Linked DNA regions of Mus musculus: all the other regions are linked to region 1. The links are chromatin contacts, called in public HiChIP or PLAC-seq and promoter capture Hi-C maps. All regions are on one chromosome and are shown on one strand. Each heading gives the region's core, a stretch centred on a gene start, on an enhancer-like site or on the middle of the called end of the contact. The rest is flanking DNA. Distances are from core to core; before and after follow the strand shown.

What was found. Promoter capture Hi-C pulls out the DNA fragments that hold promoters and counts their contacts. HiChIP or PLAC-seq counts read pairs in DNA pulled down with a chosen protein or histone mark.
Region 2: a contact with region 1 is called in an H3K4me3 HiChIP or PLAC-seq map of embryonic forebrain, with 2.8 times the contacts expected there. The contact joins the promoter of Pigs here to the promoter of Ksr1 in region 1. A contact is called at or near these places in 2 of 115 datasets of contacts at active chromatin or transcription factors (embryonic forebrain and pancreatic cancer cells) and 1 of 9 other capture datasets (adipose tissue).
Region 3: a contact with region 1 is called in a promoter capture Hi-C map of pre-B cells, with 3 times the contacts expected there. The contact joins the promoter of Utp6 here to the promoter of Ksr1 in region 1. A contact is called at or near these places in 3 of 39 promoter capture datasets (liver and pre-B cells), 1 of 484 Hi-C or Micro-C datasets (CD4 T cells) and 1 of 115 datasets of contacts at active chromatin or transcription factors (pro-B cells).
Region 4: a contact with region 1 is called in a promoter capture Hi-C map of embryonic stem cells, with 2.8 times the contacts expected there. The contact joins the promoter of Slc46a1 here to the promoter of Ksr1 in region 1. A contact is called at or near these places in 2 of 39 promoter capture datasets (embryonic stem cells and pre-B cells).
Region 5: a contact with region 1 is called in an H3K4me3 HiChIP or PLAC-seq map of embryonic forebrain, with 2.6 times the contacts expected there. The contact joins the promoter of Poldip2 here to the promoter of Ksr1 in region 1. A contact is called at or near these places in 3 of 39 promoter capture datasets (hippocampal neurons, liver and pre-B cells), 4 of 115 datasets of contacts at active chromatin or transcription factors (astrocytes, bone marrow-derived macrophages, embryonic basal ganglia and 1 more) and 1 of 9 other capture datasets (liver).
Region 6: a contact with region 1 is called in a promoter capture Hi-C map of pre-B cells, with 3 times the contacts expected there. The contact joins the promoter of Ift20 here to the promoter of Ksr1 in region 1. A contact is called at or near these places in 7 of 39 promoter capture datasets (cranial neural crest, embryonic stem cells, hematopoietic stem and progenitor cells and 4 more), 3 of 484 Hi-C or Micro-C datasets (CD4 T cells, embryonic stem cells and uterus), 9 of 115 datasets of contacts at active chromatin or transcription factors (astrocytes, embryonic basal ganglia, embryonic forebrain and 5 more) and 1 of 9 other capture datasets (liver).
Region 7: a contact with region 1 is called in a promoter capture Hi-C map of liver, with 2.4 times the contacts expected there. The contact joins the enhancer-like site here to the promoter of Ksr1 in region 1. A contact is called at or near these places in 4 of 39 promoter capture datasets (the C10 cell line, hippocampal neurons and liver) and 4 of 115 datasets of contacts at active chromatin or transcription factors (craniofacial prominence, embryonic midbrain, embryonic stem cells and 1 more).

Annotation. Positions count from the first base shown.
Region 1 is chr11:79,144,916-79,147,845 of GRCm38.p6, forward strand. Ksr1 (kinase suppressor of ras 1) reads right to left here and starts at 1,558. Exons shown (of 19, transcript NM_013571.3): 1 at 1,140-1,558. The coding sequence starts at 1,364.
Region 2 is chr11:78,326,902-78,329,831 of GRCm38.p6, forward strand. Pigs (phosphatidylinositol glycan anchor biosynthesis, class S) reads left to right here and starts at 1,521. Exons shown (of 12, transcript NM_201406.1): 1 at 1,521-1,607; 2 at 1,831-1,970; 3 at 2,074-2,185. The coding sequence starts at 1,574. It overlaps Aldoc (aldolase C, fructose-bisphosphate), which reads left to right. Exons shown (of 9, transcript NM_001303423.1): 9 at 1-880.
Region 3 is chr11:79,960,972-79,963,901 of GRCm38.p6, forward strand. Utp6 (UTP6 small subunit processome component) reads right to left here and starts at 1,416. Exons shown (of 19, transcript NM_144826.3): 1 at 1,247-1,416. The coding sequence starts at 1,338.
Region 4 is chr11:78,464,264-78,467,193 of GRCm38.p6, forward strand. It overlaps Slc46a1 (solute carrier family 46, member 1), which reads left to right and starts at 1,438. Exons shown (of 5, transcript NM_026740.2): 1 at 1,438-1,742; 2 at 2,088-2,930. The coding sequence starts at 1,515.
Region 5 is chr11:78,510,806-78,513,735 of GRCm38.p6, forward strand. It overlaps Poldip2 (polymerase (DNA-directed), delta interacting protein 2), which reads left to right and starts at 1,491. Exons shown (of 11, transcript NM_026389.3): 1 at 1,491-1,667. The coding sequence starts at 1,507. It overlaps Tmem199 (transmembrane protein 199), which reads right to left and starts at 1,363. Exons shown (of 6, transcript NM_199199.3): 1 at 1,092-1,363. The coding sequence starts at 1,302.
Region 6 is chr11:78,534,983-78,537,912 of GRCm38.p6, forward strand. Ift20 (intraflagellar transport 20) reads left to right here and starts at 1,379. Exons shown (of 6, transcript NM_018854.5): 1 at 1,379-1,594. It overlaps Tnfaip1 (tumor necrosis factor, alpha-induced protein 1 (endothelial)), which reads right to left and starts at 1,278. Exons shown (of 7, transcript NM_001159392.1): 1 at 1,104-1,278.
Region 7 is chr11:78,573,673-78,576,602 of GRCm38.p6, forward strand. It overlaps Nlk (nemo like kinase), which reads right to left. Exons shown (of 11, transcript NM_008702.3): 8 at 1,169-1,255. It also overlaps the pseudogene Gm17235. Among named protein-coding and RNA genes, the nearest start is that of Tmem97, 24 kb to the left of the region's middle. Within about 2 kb of position 1,534, at least 8 of the 459 cell types and tissues checked have an H3K27ac peak or open chromatin away from gene starts, as enhancers often do. A contact at or near this core is called in liver, where this site is marked.

The DNA.
Region 1 (2,930 bases), core at 308-2,807:
AATCATCAGCTGGCTCTAGGACAGCTGGCAGATGCAATTAGCAATTGTGTGTGTGTGTGTGTGTGTGTGTGTGTGAGAGAGAGAGAGAGAGAGAGAGAGAGAGAGAGAGGAGAGAGAAAGGGTATTATGTATCTAACAAGACATCCTCAGACCTACAGAAACCAAATGTGGCAATGCCAGGGAAAGGCCCTTCTTAGGGAAAGAGTTACTAAATAACCCCTTCACTTTCAAAGGTCTTCCAGTCTCTGGGCAAAAGCAAGTTGGGAAGGCACTAGTTTCCCCCCCAATGTGTAAGGGGGTGGGGGAGCGTCCCCTTCTGAAATGCCAACCACCTTTCTGGCTGGTTCTTCCAAATCGTTTTAATGCTGCACTTCCCAACTGTATAATTTGAGAGAAGAGAGCTCACACATCTTGTTTCCTCATTGCACTCCAGGTTATCTCTGTCAGCAACCCCCTTAAGTAGCCTGTTCTTACCAAAGGTTCCCTTCCCCAGTATAATCCTTCCTAGGCCAAAGCTCAGTGTTTGGGGTGGAGTAGGGAAGTCAAAGGGTAATTTCATTTTAAGCAGTGAACCGCTGTGACATCTCCAAAGACAAGCACCCCAACGCCTGAACAGCAAAAATGCTGTTTCAGCAAACACTTTTTGAAAAGCGGCAGAGACCTGGTGGAAAGGAAAGAAACGGACAACAAGGAGAGTGGGGAGTGAGGGGAAAGTCAGTGCCACCGATCGATCGACGCTCACACTTCAAGGGACGTCCCCCACATCGCCCCAGCCCACGCTACCGGACTTAAAGCACACGGAGAAAAGACCGGCGCGTGATTCAGTGGGACAATGACTACTGTGGGCACTGGAAATAGGGTGAAGGCGGAAAGGGGTTTGCAGTGGGGTGCCCTGTGCATCCTACTCGGCACGCTGGTCTTCGAGACTCGATCCAGTTCCACGCTAACACCCCCCTCCCCTAAATTCTTCCAAAGTGAGAGCTGGTCGTAGGTCCTCACGCTGCCGCATCAGAGAGCTCGGGAAAGGGAGGAAGACTCCAGCCAGCAACCCCGCTGCAGGATGCAACTCGGGAAGGAAAGCAGTGGGGCGGCTCCCGGGCCACCGCCGGGTCCGGACGTGGGGCGCAACGGCCCCTTACCTCTAGGGTCCGGATCTCCTGCTGTGTGAGGTCGTTAGACACTGAGCACTTGGTGCGCAGCCCGCGCAGACTGCCGATGGAGATATCGATGAGCTTCTGCAGCTGGCCGCACTGCTGCAGCGCCCGGCTGACGGCGGCCCCTGCGCCCCCGTCCGCCGCGGCGCCCCCGCCGCCGCCCTCCTTTTTCTCGCCCATCGCTGCCGCGCGCAACGCCGCTCTATCCATGCCTCGGCATCGGGGCCGCTGGGGGCCGAGGCGAGGAGCCCGGGGACACGGGCGCCTCGGCAGGAAAGCCCCGAGCCAGGAAGGCTGCACTAGGAGCGCCCCTTGGCGCCGCCTAAGCCTGCAGTCCCGAAAGCCTGCTGCCCAGTCCGCTCCTCCTCCCGCCCAGACGCGGCGGCAAAGCGAAAGCCTCCACTACCCGACGGCTGTGGTTGTTGGAGCCTTTAAGCGACAGCGGGGGCCGGATCGGGGCCGCGACGCATTCTGGGACTTGTAGTCCGCGCATCGCATCTGCTTTCTGGCCCGCGCCCTCGGGGCCCCGCCCGCACTTCGGCCCCGCCTGACGTCTAGAAGGGGCTGCTCTGCGCCTGCTCCAATTCGTGCGCGTCGTGGTCTAGGGAGTTTGATTCCTTTACCCCCATCTCCCACTACTACACCCTTCTCACACACGCAAGCGCACACACATCAGTAGCTTTCCGAGACTGGCGAATGGGGTGGGGAAGGGGCTGATGGCTCAGACCCAGATAACCCCTGTCTTGTAGGATATTGAGGGTCCTAAAATTTTTGTATGAGTTTAGGGGTTACCATGTATGGGAATGCGCTAAAAGTGTAGCTCAGCGGCAGAACATTTGCCAGGCAAACACAAAGCCCTAGGTTTGATTCCCCAACACTATCAAAAGAAAAGAAAAAGAAACACCCACCTTCATCAAAATCTCACAACACCCGACGAGGCTGTGTTTGTGTTCACATAGAGCTTGACCCTGAATTGTCACACCAAAGTTACTGTGCAGGCAAGGAGAAAGGACTTTCTTCTGTGTTCTATTTACTCAACAAAATAAATTTAGTGCCCCCCATACCCTGTAGATGCCACATGGGCAAAATATTAATTTGTTGAACAGTTCTAAGAGTTTCGAGCCAGAGAGAACCTGGGTCTACCCAGTATGTGAACTTGGACAAATAGCTTTCCTCTGAGTGCCCAAGTTTCCCCTTCACATCAAATAGGGTAGTCATAGCCATCTAGTCTAGAGGGTTTCTTTAAAAAAGTTATGTTTCTAACAGCACCCATATTAACTGCTGGCATGTGCGATCAAGTATACATGCTAGCTCCTTTCTAACTTCACACTATCTAGATGAGACCCTGAGCCTCAGCAGTCAGTGGTCTTAGCAGTGGTGTTTCCCAGTCTGCCCTAATTTAAGCTTTACCACACCTGCTCATTCTCCTCTCCCATCAGTCCACCTCACATGTTCTAGCAATAAAAATGAAGTGAAAATGAGCCAGGTGGCAGTGGCACTCTGGAAGCAGAGGCAGGAGAATCTCTGTGAGTTCCAGGCCAGCCTGGTCTACAGAGCAAGTTCCAAGACAGCCAGGGCTACACAGAGAAACCCTGTCTCGAAAAAAGAAGTAAAAACTGAAGTCAAGTGTACACACTTTTAATCCCAGCACTCCAGAGGCAGAGGCAGGAGGATCTCTGTGAGTTCAAGACCAATCTGGTCAAATAGTGAATTCAAGACCAGCTTGGGCTACATATATAGTGAGGTCTTGCCTCAAAAACAGTGTTGGGTTAGACA
Region 2 (2,930 bases), core at 271-2,770, 820 kb before region 1:
TGTGGAGGAAGGGTTCACCTGGCTCACCATCCCTAGCTCAGGCTCCTACCTGCTGATTTCCAAAGCTGGAGTTGTTGTTAGAGGGCCTGGGGGTGGAGAGGAGGGTACAGGTCTTCCAGGGACTGACACATTAAAGGATCCAGCAGGATGAGAAACTCCATTTTGTGCAAGGCTCAAAGGGGACAAGCAGGGATCAGAGTGGGCCAGTTCTCCTCCATCTCTGAAGAATGTGCACTTAGGTCTTTTCCAATAAGGAAACCTTCCAAGCCTCGGGGCTACAGAGCTGAGTGTCTAGAAGCTTGCCAAGGGCTATGACCCACTTCCATGTAGAGAAGGGATTCATCGGAGGGTTCTGGACTTGTTAGAACTGATAGGGCTTTGTGGTGAATGATTACCCCTGGGCTAGAGTGTGAGGTAGGGTGACACTAGACAGATGTGCACTGGAAAAGTCATTGATGTTCTGCTCTGTGTGGCCTGACCTTATAATCAAAGCAGCTAACTCAGCAATTTCCATATGCTTCTGCCAGGCACTGTTCTTCTAACCATTATTATATGCATTAACACAGCTCTGTAAAGTAGGTACCATTGTACTTTTCATAGGAGGAAACAGGCTTCAAAGAGAGGCTGAGAGGCTATTTAGGATTCGAACAGCAGGCATTACTATATAGAGGCTGTGCTCAGGAATTTTTCAATGAAGCATCCTCAATCGCTCGAATTGGAATCGATTTTTAAATCCTAGTCTATAGTCTCGGCTAGTTGGGAGGCTGAGGTATCAGACATTAGGGACAGGATCACTTTAACCCTCTGGATCGTATAGGGAGATCTGTCTCAACATTAACTAAAATAAAATTAATCACATAGTAGCCAACCATGCTAAAAAGTTACCGTTTTGTCAGTTTTATCTTTAAGCTTTGAAGAGCTGGTGCTCTGAAGAAAAGACCTATGTTAGAAATGACATTAGGGGCTGGTGAGATGGCGCAGGGGGTAAGAGCACCCGACTGCTCTTCCAAAGGTCCGAAGTTCAAATCCCAGCAACCACATGGTGGCTCACAACCACCTGTAACAGAGATCTGATGCCCTCTTCTGGTACGTCTGAAGACAGCTACAGTGTACTCACATATAATAAATAAATAAATCTTTAAAAGAAGAAAAAAAAAAAAAAGAAATGACATTAGAAAACTTTTCGGGAGTCAGGTTCTTGATAAGCTCGACTTCATTTAAGTAAATATTCCCCTTCCGCTGAACGTGGTGGTGCATGTAATCCCCTGCATTGGAGAGGGCCCAGAGTCCGAGGCCAGCCTGGGCTACATGGAGATTATCGCCTTCTCTAAACTGGCGTTGTAGAGCTAAACAGTACCAGGTGCACTCAATGAAAAGCCAGGGTCAGATTGAAAGTGTAGCCGAGCGCGTACCCTCTCACGGGCTCCGCCTGCGCACTGGCGTGCGTCAGCAGTGTTGCTCGTGATTGGCAGCGGTCGCGCACCGTGGTCCCGCCCCCTCATTCTGGAGTTTCCGATTGGAGAAAGCTCATGAGGCCCCGCCCCATCGGCGACCTGGGCAGCCGGAAGGGACCATGGCGGCCGCAGGAGCTGCGGCCACGGACCTAGGTGCGGTGGATTTCAGGTGGAGGGCGCAGTGGGGAGGTCTCGCGGGCAGAATGTGTGGGTGGGGCGCGAGAAGCCTGACAGCTCCCTCCAGCCTGGGGTTGGGGGTCCGCCACGCGGGAGCGGCTTGCTCGGGGTTCCCGGCCGCCCGCACTCCTCCACGATCCCGGTGTGGCGGGCATCGCACCCTAGTTCCCGCGTCTTAGTCGGCCCTCTGTGCCCTCAGAGGTGGTCCGGGGCAAGCGTTCCGCGCTTTTCTTCGCCGCGGTGGCCATCCTTCTGGGACTGCCGCTCTGGTGGAAGACGACGGAGACTTACCGGGCCCCATTGCCTTACTCAGACATCAGTGGGCTGAATGCTCTGCTGGTGAGACTGGGTGGGGAGAACCGGGGCTGGGGGACCGGGGGGCAGCCCAGCTGTAAGGTGCAGACATTGCTAAAGACCCCGATGCCCCTCATCCCTCGCGCAGCTCCGGCTCATGGTGCCAGTCACAGTTGTGTTTACTCGGGACTCTGTGCCCCTGGACGACCAAGAGAAGCTACCTTTCACCGTTGTGCATGAGCGAGAGATCCCTCTGAAATGTGAGTTCCCATGAAGAGGTGTCAGGGCTGCTTTTTCCATCTGAGCCAGGCCCAAAACCCAGAGTTGGAATGCATAGGAGGGGCGAGGGCGACTCATAACTTACTTTAAAATGTTTTATTACATTTACTTAGTGTGCGCGCGCACATGTATGTTTGTGTGGATGTCTGTGCTGTGGAGCATCTTGTGGAGGTCAGAGGATCACTTGCGAAAGTCATTTCTCCTCCCACCATATGGGTCCTGGTCTTGGGGATCCAACTCAGGTCATCAGGCTTGGTATCAAGAGCCATCCGCCTGCTTCCCCCAAATCCTAAGAAAAGAGATCTCCTTTGGAATGTTCACTTGGGGGTTTGTGTTAGTCTAAAGTACAGTGCCTGTCCTTATGACAGTGATTTATGTCATACGGTAAATTATGCCACCTTATCCTTAGCAATTGATACCCATCAGTGCATAGGGAAAGCAGGTTGTAGCTGAAAGAAAACGGGAGTTTGAAGTTACATCGGATGTGTATTCAGACCTTTGTCATTTTAACATCACACACTGTATTGTTAGGCACTTTGTTAGGTACCAAGAACTTGAGGGTGAATAATAAATTGGTAATATTTTAAAGATGTTTATAGTTAACATCAGAAAGAAAGAAACTAGCAAAATACTGTAAGGCAGGAGGTTTGGTCTCGTGGTGGAGTCACGGGAGAGCCTGAACTCCATTCTCACCTGCCGGGGAGTAGAAAAAGGTGCAGAAGGGCT
Region 3 (2,930 bases), core at 166-2,665, 820 kb after region 1:
TACACACTTACTCTATGCTGTTACACACTTACTCTATGCTGTTAAGAACATCCACATACAGTTTTAAACTTTCAGGAAAATCACCTCAGTTGCCAAGATCATTACTGTTCCCACCAGCAAAGTAAATAATGCCTAATGCTTTTTATTATTTATACATACTAACAAAGATTTCTCCTCCAAATTTAGGCTACTTAGGGGCTTGTCTTGGGGTGTGTGTGTGTGTGTGTGTGTGTGTATGTATACATTCTCTAGAATCAAACTCAAGGCGTTGGCATGCTAAGCAAGCACTCTGCAATGCTCTTAGCTTCAATGCTTAGGTTTTTGTTAACCAAATCTCTATCCTAAAATCTTGGGTCTATTTTCAGCATGTAAATTCTTAAAACCTAAATTGTCTCTAACTAAATATTACGACAAAGGAGTGAGCATACATGTGTTCTAAGAAAAACAGAATACTCAAGACAATATTTAAGAATGGTAACACATTTAGCACCGCGCCCCCCTTGTTTTTCCAGACAGGTAGCACTCACAGGGATCCGCCCACCTCTGCCTCCCAAGTCCTGGGATTGAAGGCCGGTGCCCTGACTCCGGGCAACATTTAGCACTTTCTAAGCGTCCTCGCGGTGTTTCCTAACGTTTTTCTTTGCGGATCCTACACTCACACTACTACTGCACTTTTATCTAGAGTCATAGAAAAGTAAACTGTTACAGAAAATCACTAAAAGTAACTGATTTTACCAAATTACCAAATGCCAACTATATTCCGTGCCCTGTGGCAGAGCGCTAAAGAAGCATAGGAAATGAATTGAATGGTCTTCAGTCTATAAGTTTAGTTAGGGAGACCTACCCACTCCCCCTGGGCTTCCGTGGCGCTGTACTCGACTATCTAAAGCTGTATACCCCAAACTTTTAAACTATAACCATTTTCTAATCGGAATTCTCCCGCCATTCACACTGCCCAGTATCCTTGACGGGCTAGGATCCTGGCTGGATCACCTTTACGGCCGCAAGACCCTGACCATTGGATGACGGTCAGTAGGAAGGGTAAACGGACTGATTATGGATCGCATTGCAATACGTTAAAGTTGAATTCTGACCGTGGTCAAATTCCAGCCACGGACTTTTCCCTCTGCTAGCATGGTAGCTACAAACAAACTCAGAAAAGTCAGCACGCCGGTCCCCGCCACACACTGGCCTCAAGCTCCCCTCCGGCCTCCCCGCTCCTTCCTCTTCCCTGATCCTCTCTCACTTAATCTCCGCGTGACTGAAGAGTCCGATGCGCTCCAGCTGTTCCAACTCCGGGATTCGATCTTCTATACGTTCCTGAATTATCTCCGCCATGAGGCTGGAACTTCACAAGCAGCCGGGCGGCCGATAAGCGTAGAGAACAGCCACCTTTCAGCCTCACTCTTAGTGATTGACTGAACGTGCTTCGTAAGTCCCGCCTTTTCCGCTTCCGCCATTGGGGAGCCCCTCTTTTCTAGCGAAGCCGCTGTCGCCTCCCTGTGGTTGACTATAGGATTGCAGCAAGAACCTTTTCCGGTCTGGGAATGCATCTTTTGCGGGGGCGGGGCTGGGGGCGGGGCTAAATCCTCGCGCCTCGGAGACCGGAAAAAGCTCCTCCCGGAATACCTGATAGGAGCTTTAAGTACGCTACCTGGAAGTCATTTGTTTTTATCATGCTCCTGTCGCAGGTTCTCGCTTCTCGTCACCGAGAACACTGAAAACTAAAAAATGTAACTGAAGACGATATTGTTAATTATGCAAATTCGATGAGGCTCTAAGGCTGCGGACCAGCTGCCCTGGTCTTAGTCGGCTGGCTTCACGAAACCAGTATGGTAACCGTGCATTTTCACGTCCCAATGAAAGCCTCTGAATGGTTGGTTCTTTTTAAAATGGTGAGAAAAAATGTATTATTTAAATAATTAGGGCCATCGTGCTACCTAGCCTGGCAACCTAAATTCGGTAGAAGGAGAGCACTGACTCCTGCAAATTATCCTCTGATCTCAACACGCGTTCTATGGCGCGTGTGCCCGCCCACGTGAATACACACACGGTTTTTAAATTAAAAATAAATATCTTGACCTATGTAGACAAAATACTTCAAAATTTTAGGCACTGGATAAATAGCAGAAACTGTCATTTGTTTTAGAAAACAATGAAAAGTTTGAAAGTTGGTGAAATAGATCAATATTTACACAGATCTTCCTTACAACATTGTCCAAGCAAATTAGTGTTTCTAAGAGATCCACCTTGGAAGCAACATTGCTGTATAATTACTACCACCTTAAAAAAAAAATCTGTGGTTCCCTTCTCTGTTAAGTTCTGGAAGATGATAAAAAGCCAAAGCAGGGCTTCTTGCTAGACCTGTTATTAGAACACTCACGTCGTTACCCCGGTCTTCTACGTGATTTATGAGAGGGAACTAGACTTCATAGTCACCCAGAGCCACCCAGCTCCTTGCTTTCCTTCCCTTTCTGTTTCACATCTTGTCCCACTGGCCTCAGAACTGACACAAAGGTCAATGTGAGCTTCATCACTTCCCAGCCCTTTCAGATCTAAGATCTGAGACATGGAAGGAAATCATGTATGTAAATTAAAGATGCAGTTTCCTTGTAATAGTAACGCAGGACTTGTTGTTATTAGTCAGAATGGGGATGACTGTGAACAGCAAGTCCAGTGTGGGCAGGAAGCTTGTAATAATAAAAAAAAAAATCAACAAATAAATGCGCAAGTGTAAGGCATTTATAACGTTTCTTTAAGTTCAAGGAAGTCAACAAGCCTGACAGATTGTAATCCTTCCTTTCCAGACAAATTTGACAGAGAGTAATGAGCTAACTACAGTTCTTTGTTGTTTTTTTTTTTTTTGGTTTTTTTTTTTTTTGCTAACTACAGTTCTCAACTGTGCTCTCCACTGTTGTTTTGATATTTAG
Region 4 (2,930 bases), core at 188-2,687, 680 kb before region 1:
CCCTCAAACCCTCTGCCATGGTCGGATTCTACACTATTTACATCCTGCTCTTTCTCTCTCCCCACCAATCTAGAAGCTGTGGTGCCTGGTGGGGGGCTTCATCTGTTTGCTTCAGTGTTGTGTTCAGATCTCCACGGCACCAAGTAAGGGCACTCCTTTTTCACAGGCAATAAAACAGAAGCCCAGACAGACAGACAGACAGACAGACAGACAGGAAGTCTGAGCTGCTCAGCAACAGTGCAGATGTCTGTTCTCCAGCTCAGTTCCTACAACAGGGGCACTGAAGAGCACAGGCCCACACCCAGGGGCCTCCAGTCTCAGGCTCCTCTTGTCTCTACTCCACCCTCTAAGAGAACTGCAGAATCAGATCCCAGTCCTTGATGTGACACTAGCTCCAGGAAAGGCTCCTAGGACAGGAACAGGGGCAAGGGACAACCTATTAGTCATTAATGATAGCCAACAGCGATTAGGTCTAATAGCAACAGCATCCAGAAGCCTGAGGCAGGGGAATCTCTATGAGTCTGAGGTTAGCCTGGTCTGAAAGTATGTATATAAAATAATACTTTCAGTGTACCAAATCTCATTGTCATTTTCCAATACTTCCTCTCTCTCTCTCTCTCTCTCTCTCTCTCTCTCTCTTTTCTTTTTTCTTTTGGTTTCTTCGAGACAGGGTTTCTCTGTGTAGCCCTGACTGTCCTGGAACTCACTTTGTAAACCAGGCTGGCCTCGAACTCAGAAATCTGCCTGCTTCTGCCTTCCAATTGCTGGGATTAAAGGCATGCATCACCATGCTCGGCATTCTTTCTTTCTTGGTTTGTTTGTTTGTTTGTTTGTTTTGGACAGAACATCAAGCCTTGGTTAGCCTAGTATTGCTTAGACCAAACTGGCCTCACCTCTGGTGTGCTGGGATTAAAAGCACATGCCACTAGGTCCTGCCTTCACTAAGATTTTCTTCCAAGTGAAGGCAAGGTCAACGGATCAGTGGCAGAGCACAAGTACTCCAGTGTGGCCCACCAGGCTCTGGCTGTTCTTACACAGATGCACATGTGCCGAGAGGCAGATGCCACGCAGCTGGCATATCCAGTCTTGTGCGCTAATCCTGCGTGCCTTTCGACCTTACTTCCACATCTCTGGATTCGGATCATTAAGTGACTAATCTATAAGGTTGCCACGAGATAATATATTCAGAATTCCTGGCCCCAGAACAAAGTTACGTTGTCAATAAATGTTAGTTATTGATATAGTGATTATTCTTTTGAGTGTTCCGACGCCCAGGAAGGAGGGCTGCAGCACGGTAGTATCTTTGCGTTGCCTGAAGTGAGGACACACCACAGGGATTGTTTGGACGACACCCAGCCCAGAGTTCAGCGGACCAAAGCTTTTGAGACTGTCTCACGCTCCGCCCCTCTAGACTTTTAACAGAAGCACCCGAAGCCGGCGCAGGCGCAGACAGCACAGACTGGTCCAGGCCTCCCGCAGCTGGTTCCGAGGTGCTAGCCCCTCCGTGTTTGCGCATGGAGGGGCGCGTGAGCTCCGTGGGCTCGCCCCACAGTTTCCTCAACGCTCCCGTGCTTTTCCGCGGCCCCGTGGAGCCCCTAGTCTTCCTGGCCAACTTTGCCCTGGTTCTGCAGGGACCGCTCACCACACAGTACCTTTGGCACCGGTTCAGCACGGAGCTCGGCTACAATGGCACCCGCCACCGGGAGAACTGTGGGAACCAAAGCGCGGATCCCCTCATGAAGGTAGCAGGGACCAGAGCAGCTGTGAATACGGAGCGCGGCACGGGGCGGGGCCTGTGGAAGACGGGGTCCCCGAGGGGACGGGACACACGTGGCGTGGTGGGCGGGTCAGACCAAAGGGGGCCTGCCCTGGCTGGCTGCCTTGTGCTGGAGGTGTACCTAGAGAAAGCCTGGCTTGGAAAGTTATCTAGTGTAGCGACGGAGGGAATGCTTCTCCAGGGCCTGTTTTTACAAGTTGAAGGAACATTCCAAGAGGCTTAGGGCTCTAAAGCAAGGCTATAGCTCCCAGGATGGTGATGGTAGCTAACCAAAGTGAGGTCCTGCGCACTAGTGATTGTGTCTTTACAGGAAGTGGAGACCCTGACATCTCACTGGACCCTCTACATGAACGTGGGAGGCTTCCTGGTGGGACTCTTCTGGTCCACCCTGCTGGGAGCCTGGAGTGACCGCGTGGGTCGCCGCCCATTGCTGGTGCTGGCCTCTCTTGGTCTGCTGCTCCAGGCCGTGGTGTCCATCTTTGTGGTGCAGCTAGAACTGCACGTCGGGTTCTTCGTGCTTGGCCGAGCTCTTTGTGCCCTTCTGGGAGACTTCAACGGCCTCCTTGCTGCTAGCTTTGCCTCTGTGGCAGATGTTAGCTCTAACCACAGTCGCACCTTCCGGATGGCTCTGCTGGAAGCATGCATTGGTGTGGCCGGGACCCTGGCAAGCCTTCTCGGGGGTCACTGGCTCCGGGCCCAGGGTTATGCCAACCCCTTCTGGCTGGCTTTGGCCCTGCTGATTGTCATGGCTCTATACGCAGCATTTTGTTTTGGTGAGACGGTGAAGGAGCCAAAGTCCACCAGGCTTTTCACGCTCCGCCATCATCGATCCATTGCCCGGCTATATGTGGTTCCAGCCCCAGAAAAGTCCAGGATGCATCTAGCCCTGTACTCTTTGGCCATATTCGTGGTGGTTACTGTGCATTTTGGGGCTCAAGATATCCTGACACTCTATGAGCTGAGCGCACCCCTCTGCTGGGACTCCAAGCTGATTGGCTATGGCTCAGCAGCCCAGCACCTACCCTACCTCACCAGCCTGCTGGGCCTAAGGCTTCTGCAATTCTGCCTGGCTGACACCTGGGTGGCTGAGATTGGCCTGGCTTTCAACATCCTGGGAATGGTGGTCTTTGCGTTTGCTACCATTACACCCCTC
Region 5 (2,930 bases), core at 241-2,740, 630 kb before region 1:
GAGACAAGGCTGATATATGTATATACATACACATATCATGTAGACCAGGCTGGCTCAGAACTCATTATGAAACCAGTCTAACCTTAAGTTCATTTAGATACACCTAGCTGTCTCTTGAATTCTCATGTACTTCATCTAGACAACTCACAATCTTACTGCCTCAGCCCCTTGGGTTTCAGGTACGTGCCATGCCCAACCTTGTGATCATTTTCTTTCTCTCCTTGTGTTTATTCAATTATTTTTCATTTTACTCAAGATAACTTTCAACTAGGAAAGATTTAGGACAATTCCACCTAAGTATTTTTTAGTGTCATAGAGTGGACTTTAACTGTCAGTCTTCGTTACCAACCCTACCTCACCACTACCAATGGTAGGTTATTTCTGTGAAAATAATAGATCTGTCCTAGTCAGGATTGGGTTGTGATGCTAAACACTCAGCGGACACTGTATTAGAGGATCTTTTTCTAAGATTCTCTTAAGTCTAAATAGTTGATCATCTACCCTTTGCACTTCTGGCCAGGATATGTTAACTCTGGCAAGGTAAGTTACATGCCAGTTTACCCTATTCCCTACCTTAACATAAGTAAATAGGTCTGAAAAGGAGAAATGACTTCTTTACAATGTCTAGAACTACATGCGACTCAATCCAGATCTTTCAATAGTTTTTGTTGTTGTTACCGTTTCCCTACCCTCACCCCTAAACTGGGGCTTGCACCTTTACCTTTGAGATGGAAGGAAAAAAAATCACTTTTTCCAAACACGATATGCTCACTATTGATATATGGCCCTCAAATGGAGAAACTCAACCTGTCAGATAGTACTGGGCTACAATCTCGACTTCCTAAAAAAATTCACATGGACTTAGGTGGCACTAAAAGAGGACTCAACAAAATCTGAAAATACGTTTTGTAACACACTAAGAATTTTCACGGAAGTTAAGATGGAAGTAGTAAACCTGGGGTTTATGAGAAGGCTTTTGGACTGGATATATGAGAACTCGGTAGGCACTCGAGAGTGATGGGGGGAAAATACGCCTCAGAAGGGATTAGATCTGAAAAGAACGCGGCGACTCTTGAATGGGGACCGCTCACTTCTTTCTCTCAGGTGCTGATGCAGATCTCGGATGAGACGGAATGAAACCAGGCGCCGGGGTCCCGTGGCATTATCACTGCCCGCGTGTTTCTTTCCCAGAGCAGCCTCGAGCTGGGCACGCAGCTTCCGGGGGAGCTGCTCCCGTTCCAGTTCTCCGCCAGGACCCAAAGCGCGAACCAGTCGTTCGCCGGCAAGCAAGGAAGACGCCATTTCTGCCTCACGCTCTGATCAGGTGATCCCAAACTCGGACTTCCGCTCACAGGCGCCGGATGTAGCTGGAGGAGCCCACGCGGCCGCGGGGGGCGGGCCCGAGGGGAGGGGCTTAGGCGCGGGGCAGTGTGGGGCGGGGGCGGGACGGCGCCCCGCCGCGGGTCGGGCCCTGTGTCAGCAGCCGAGCGGGCGCTCGGGCGGGACATGGCTGGTTGTGTGGCCCGACGGGCCCTAGCAGTGGGCAGCCGCTGGTGGTCTCGGTCGCTGGCCACGACCCGAGGGTCGAGGCCACTGTGTGCGGTCGGTGGAGCAGGGGGCCTTCCGCCGGTGGCCACAGCGACGACCCGAAGGCATCTGTCGTCCCGGTGAGGGACGGAGAGAGGGGGCCAGGGAGCCGGGCCCAGAATCTAGGGAGCGTTTTCTACCTAGCTACTAAGGAAGCCAGGAGGCCTGACTCTGTTTGGGCAGCCGGAGTGCCACCTGAGAAAGGGTCCCGAGGAGAGAGCCGACACGGGCTGCTTGGGACATGTGCCAAGAGCAAAGAAGGGAGCACTGCCCAGGGCCCTGGCAGTGCAGGGCAGCTCCGAGGGAGAACAAGTAACGCTTCTTAGGCGAATCCTGCCTCCCAGGCTGGGGTCCCCGGCACCTGGAGTGGGCTGCCATTTAATACAACTACAGGGATCCCCGGGCCCTTTTGGGTCAGTGACTCTCAGAAATATGCTATTCTGTGGGAAACAAGTCGATTTAAGTGTCTACCTTTGTGGGTCCTGTTTCCATGTGACCTTGGGGAGACTGATTTTGCCCATGTGACTTGGGAAATAGGGGTTGAGGCTCGGGGGGGGGGGGGCGGTGTAAACAAAGCCTTGTAGGGATCAGACAGGATTGAAAAGTTGGCTATGAAGTTAACATTTCCAAAGTAACATTACAGTGCTTTGATGGATCCATAGCAAAATTAATCCTATTTAAAAGGATAAGTTGATGGAAATGACCTGATAGTGGTTAAGGGAGGTATTTGCTATTTAAGACAAGTAAATGTGAAAAGACACTGGGTGGAGACACGGCAGTGCTAAGTGTACTGTGTGGGGTACCTTTGAGAATCTAGAAATGCTAGGTCCTGAGGTCAGGGTAAAGACTTAGAATTTACAGCACAGTTGAATGTGTAGGATTGGGAGAATCATGCTGTGTAGCCAGATGGGCCCAGAACCTGTTATTTTCCAGCCTTAGCCTTAAGAGCCCTGGGATTACCGATGTGTGGAACCATTTTTGGTTCAGAACAATTCTTCCAAGTAGCAAATGCCAGGCTTAGTGAGTATACTGCCAAGCAGCAGTGGGTAAAAGTAGAGACAGAAGAACTGCTTGCCTCAGAACAAATGCTTTTTGAGCACCTCTTACACACTAGGCATGTCTCTCAGGTCCTTAATGGACTCAAGGCATGCATACCAGGAACTGAAATGCAAAGTTGGAAGGATGGTTAACATGTGGGGGGGGGGGAAGACCCGGAGGGTGGGTGAAGGTGTGCATTGAAACAGGATATGCAAGAATAAGAATGACTTTGGAAATGCTAAGTAAAGATAGAAGGAAGTAAGTTTGGAGTAGTCACACAAAACCCTGGAAGACTGGGAGACCTT
Region 6 (2,930 bases), core at 129-2,628, 610 kb before region 1:
CCAAAGTGGAACCAACCTCTTTAATACCGGAACACTCAGTCGTTTCCTGTTATTCCTCATGTTTTACAGGTAAAACCCACAACACTGGTCCTCAAACAAGAATTAAGTATATACATCAGCTTGCTAAACTAAAACTGACCCTGAAGAGATTTCAGTATGTCCTTGGAATGGTCGGGAGTGGGGGGCTTTCAGGAAGGTCTATATTGGTGCTATATTAAGTAGCATATCCTTTTGATGGCTTAATTGCTTTCAGTGATGGAACATGGAGGAAACGAGCTCCGGGAGTCTGACAGTAACACTACAATGCTAGACTGGTGAGCGACTGACCGCCTTACCTCAAAGCGGGAAAAAAATCAACTCCTCAACAAGTTTTAGCAAGTTCCTCACATACTTTGTGTGCAGTCCCATTTCCCCAGAATCAAGGAAGCACATAAACACGTTCTGCCAAATCAAAGAAACCCAAGTGACTAGGCTTGCCAACTGAGGAAGTCAAATCCGGAGCTAATCTATTCTTTTCCTCCTAAGAGCTACTTTGAGTCCTAGATGACGTCAGACCAGATTCCACCCAGACCAATTAGGTCCAAGAGTCCAATGGCAGGTGACGCCCTAGAAAGAAATTTCTGAGAGGATGAAGTTTCCACTGATAGTTTCAGGGCTCTTTCCTCAGGACTTCGCCTGTGGATAGAGGGGTAATCCTGGGGCTGGGGAACATACACGTGTCTCTATGGGAACCTAATGCGAAGCCAAGCAGAACAAAGCGCAAACGATCACGGTAGTTCAAAGACTTGGGGTTCTAAAGGAAGGACACGAGGTACGGCGAGGTGGGAAGGCTGATTTTGGCAAGAAAGGTCAGAAATCGTGGAAGCGGCTCTTATGTTTCACCCAAAGGCTCTCCAGTGGAAATGGAGAAACATCCCATGTCTCTCGTTGCAGTGTAGGCTGCTCTCCCGCCACACCCCTCCTCTTCTGAAAAACTGAGATCCGTGGTGCCTCCCATCCCCAGAAAAGACCTGAACTTCATCCCCGCGCGCCATCCCGTGCCTTTTGCCCAGGACTCAGCAGAGCCTGTCCTTCCCCTCTGCACCCGCACCTCTGGCTCTCACCGTCCGCGGGGACGCCTCTCCGAGTCTCAGTCAAGTAGCAAGCGGACTCGGTGCCACCTCTGGCCTGCGGCTGCCTGCAATCTCGGCTGTGAGCTCACATCCTGCGCCCGCCGACTCCGGAGTTACAGCCCAACCCTACAGATCGGGAAAGAGACTACAAGACCCGGCATGCACAGCGCGCGAGCTAGCAGTGGGTCGAAAACTTGACGTTTGACTTCCTTCTACTTCCGGGTTCGGGAACAAATCTACTTCCCGTGTCGTAGTCCCCGCCCCCTGAGCAAAGGCTTCTGGGCCTAGTGGGCAGTTATCGCGTGTTGCATCTATTTCCCAGCAAGCACCGCAGGGTGGGCGGATGCTGGTGCTTCTGGACTCGGGGGTGACGTGTGGCTCCTAGATCTTGTCTCCGTGGCAGCAGCCGGTTGCAGTTGCCGGAGAGAAGCTTCTACCGACAGTCGTCAGGGCCGCAGAGCGCTGCCGAGGCGGCTCGTCAGGTAGGTCGGGGACGTGGAGGACTTGGGACGGGAGGAGGCCGACGTGACCCAGCGCCGAGGATTGGCTGGACCGGGTGGAAAGCGGCGGTTTCCCTACCTCGGAGTTTTTAGGGATCGGGTTTACACTCAGCTCAGCCTGGCTCCCTCGATGTCACCGGTGAACCGAGGTTCGGACATTGCAGGAGTATAATTTAGTAAAGACAGCCGCGCCATTTGCCCAGTTCTTCCTGTGTCTACGCCTTCTCCAAACTCCACAGCTACAACTATTTGTTGTGCCTGCGGACCTGGGAGAGCCAGGGAGCGTAGAGCCAGGCACAGCCTTCATGCTTAGGAAACTCAATCCCACGTTCCTGGAGCATATTTGTGGTGGGAGTTAGGGGTGGGCTGGGGATCTGATAGCCCGCTATGTACCATATCTATCTTACCCATCTCTTTAAACTGTCCTTTCCAGCCATACTCTCGGTCCAATCCAGATCCATGGCAATCGTGTTTGGCTCCTTTCTTCACTTTTCTCCAAAGTGCTGCATTAAGCATTACTAAATTCTGTCAATTCAGACATCATCTGATCTCTGAACTCCCGTTCGGCTTCAAATCTTTTCTTCTGTTACAGCCTTCTGTTTCCACATGAATTCATTCATTCTGCAAACATTATCAGAGTGCCACTTACCTGCAGGCAGCCTGCTTAGAGATGCTTGGCTCACAGTGAGAAATTTGGAAAGGACGCCTCTATTCTGCTCTTCCCTGTTCCCTCTGTTTGGCCAAGGCAGTGAGTGATCTTTCCAACTCTGATCAATAAGCACTGCCGAAATCCACTGCTAGCGGTTATCATTATAAAAAATAATCCAAGTTCAGCTGGGTGTGGTGGCGCATGCCTTTAATCCCAGCACTTGGGAGGCAGAGGCAGGTGGATTTCTGAGTTCGAGGCCAGCCTGGTCTACAAAAGTGAGTTCCAGGACAGCCAGGGCTACACAGAGAAACCCTGTCTCGACAAACAAAACAAAACCCAAGTTCATTTACTCATCCAGCTATAGCCGGTTGCCAGCCTTGCTCCCTCTTGCTGTTTTGATCCCAGGACCCTTTGTGTCAAAATCTTCCAGCCTTAGGACGCCCCCATATGCTTTTCCCTATGCCCACAATGTCCCTCTCCCTTCTCTTAGAAGATTTTCTGGACGTGTTTAGGTCCCAGATTGTTTTTTCTGAAGGCTTTTGTTGACCTCTCTGCCTACTTGAGTTATGTCCTCCTGTAGAATCCTGACAGAGCACTGAGCGCTGTTCCTCATACCCTGATCACAGTTTGTGTTTATTTGCTTACTGTCTGTCTAGAGACACTATGTTC
Region 7 (2,930 bases), core at 284-2,783, 570 kb before region 1:
AAAAAAGAAAGATGTTGTATTATTATCAGAGATCAAGGTAGCTTTACTGTCTATAATTGTGTGGGTTTTTAAAAAAATTCTTTAAATACCTATGTTTTATATTTAGAGATTTCTTTATATCTTATCAAGTACATTTCCCTTTTGAAAGGTTTCTGTTTAAATCTTCTTTGACAATAATTACTGGAACACATATGAATAATAAATGATCTTTGGACGAATAAACAAATAAATAGCAGACATCATGATGCAGTTTGTGTACAAGTCCAGAACAATCAAGTCCAGAAAGAGGTTCAGAGAAGCTACACTCTCAGTCCAGAGAGGAGACATCCCATACGCCACACAATGATTTTCAAACAATAAAAAAAATTTCCTCTTGGTTTAACTTGTTGTCAAACCCTTTTACAGATAACAAGATTATAAGAATGGCAATGTCTCCTAGCTCTTCATATAAGCTCTGCTTAAGTCTAAAATGTCAAAACTCAAACATCCACAGGATGAGATAACATGGGAACACAAATAAGAGCTGCAATCTGTTATTTCCAGTCACTACTGACTCTGCTAGTCTAGTTAAAGCCAGAATGCTTGGGCTGGTGAGATGGCTCAGTGGGTAAGAGCACCCGACTGCTCTTCCGAAGGTCCGAAGTTCAAATCCCAGCAACCACATGGTGGCTCACAACCACCCGTAATGAGATCTGATGCCCTCTTCTGGAGTGTCTGAAGACAGCTACAGTGTACTTACATATAATAAATAAATAATAAAAAAAAAAAAAAGAAAAAAAAAAAGATTTATTAAAAAAAAGAAAAAAAAAAAAAAGAAGCCAGAATGCTTCTCTTAGAGTAGTATTTTAAAATTTATTTAATAAACATAAAAATATTTTCTGTTTTTTAAACATAACACTGTAGCACTGGCTTGGCAGTGCAGAATTCTTGTGGCTCTAGCAGAGGACCAAGATTTAGATTCTGGCACCAACATGGTGGCTCACACCATCTGTAACTCCAATTCAACTGTAAAAATCCTATGCAGTGCTTTGCCTGCCCGAATCTGATGCCCTCGTCTGACCTTTGAGAGCACCAGGCACACATGCGGTACACAGATAAACAGGCAGGCACAATATTCAAACACACAAAGTAACAGAAATAACAACACATAAAAGTTAGCAGTACTTACTGGATCAAAGACCAACATCCTGCAAAGCAGGTGAACAGCTTCATGTGTGGCCTGGCTGGAGAGGGTGTAGAGCACAGGAAGAGATGGCTGTAAGAGAGCAGAAAATTCAGATAGTTAAGCCTTATGTATTATATATGTAATACAGTTAATTTGTAGCAAGCCAGTTCAAAAAGATGTGAGCTGGGTGTGGTGTGGCATGACTTAATCTCAGCATTCAGGAGAGAGAGGCAGGTAGATCTCTGTGAATTCAAGGCTAGCTTGGTTTACTTAGTGTCAGGCCAATCAGGGCTACACCGTAAGACTGTGTCTCACACCAGCTCCAAAAACAAACAAACAAAAACCTCAAAGGGAATGAGTTTCGCCACACTCATCAAGCTTCAAAAGGGAACTCTCACTGACTTTATCTGGCCAGAGTACATCAACAGCACAGTAGGGCAGAGGACAAAAAGTCTTGACAAATGAAAAGTGATCCAATAAATCAGATGGCTTTGATAAGAAGGGAAGAACAAACATGCTTAAAGATGGAAAAAAGACACTAAAAATTTGACCTCATGCAGAGTTATGGACATCAAATGTAGGAAGTAAGTTGGGTGTGAGGTTCTAAGTGCTAAGTCATGAGTGCTCTCTCTAGGTGGCCGTGCCTGGCTGAAGGAGCGTCTTGGGAGGGTGTTCCTTTAGTTCCCATCCAACTATCAAGAGGTTTAGATTTTAGCTGGCAGCAAAGGGCATGTGGTTTAGCCAGTGCATTAGCTGCACACTGGGTAGATAGCAGGATGCACTCTGGGGTCACACAAAGGAAAACTCTTCCTGAACAAACTCTCAATTACCCTGAGTCTGCTGAAGGTCAGACACGGTCCCTGCAGGAGACAGGACTGCTTTACTAAGCTAAGCTTTCCTACAGCTAAGAGTCTAAGTTATAAAAAACACAATATAATAAAAATACTATGCAGAGCTTTGCCTGCCCGGAACCCCTGACTTACAGTGAACCATTCTTCCACTCTCAAGCCTTGTGGTTTGCTTGGCTGGATTTTCTTCTACCAGTTTCACAGACAGGCACCTCACTCATACTTAGCCAACTGAGTAACATTATTTTTTGAGGACCAAGCCTGGCCCCAGGATAGATTCATAGTTTAAACCCCACCAGAGACAGGCAATAGAATGACCAGGCCAACACAGCCAACCCTTTCCCCCTCTTTCCTGACTTTATTATTTAGAATAAGAAAGCTGGCCATTCATTAATGTTTAGCCTGTTGTGTCTACAAACTCTCCTGCCTCTGTCTCTGGAGTGCTGAGATTACAGATGAGCATCTCTACGCTTGGCCAAGAAACTTCATTTTGTTTCTGGAGTCAACTCTCAGTGCTAGGTGCCTGGGCCAGATTTTACTTTATTTTTTTAATGTCTATTGTTCAGAGAACCCTGTGCAAGCTCAGCTTAGAGGGTGATCACTCCATACCCACAAGTGCCTGTGGGTCAGTTAAAGCCTACACCAAATTTGATGCCAAGAGGGATGCTCTGAACCTTGAGATGGTGTCAAGACCAAACGAATGGTTGAGGTCAGCATCGTCAACATTCTGACTAACCACAGCAATGTGCAGGAACAGGACATTGCCTTCACCTATCCGTGCTGAAGTCAGTCTTATCTGGCTACCTGGAGACAGATTTCAGGCCTATTGAAGACACCTGCCCAGTACGATGCTTTTGCACTGAAAGCCTCTGGGAAGGGCCTGGGGACAGATTGAGGGCTTCCTCATCGAGACCATC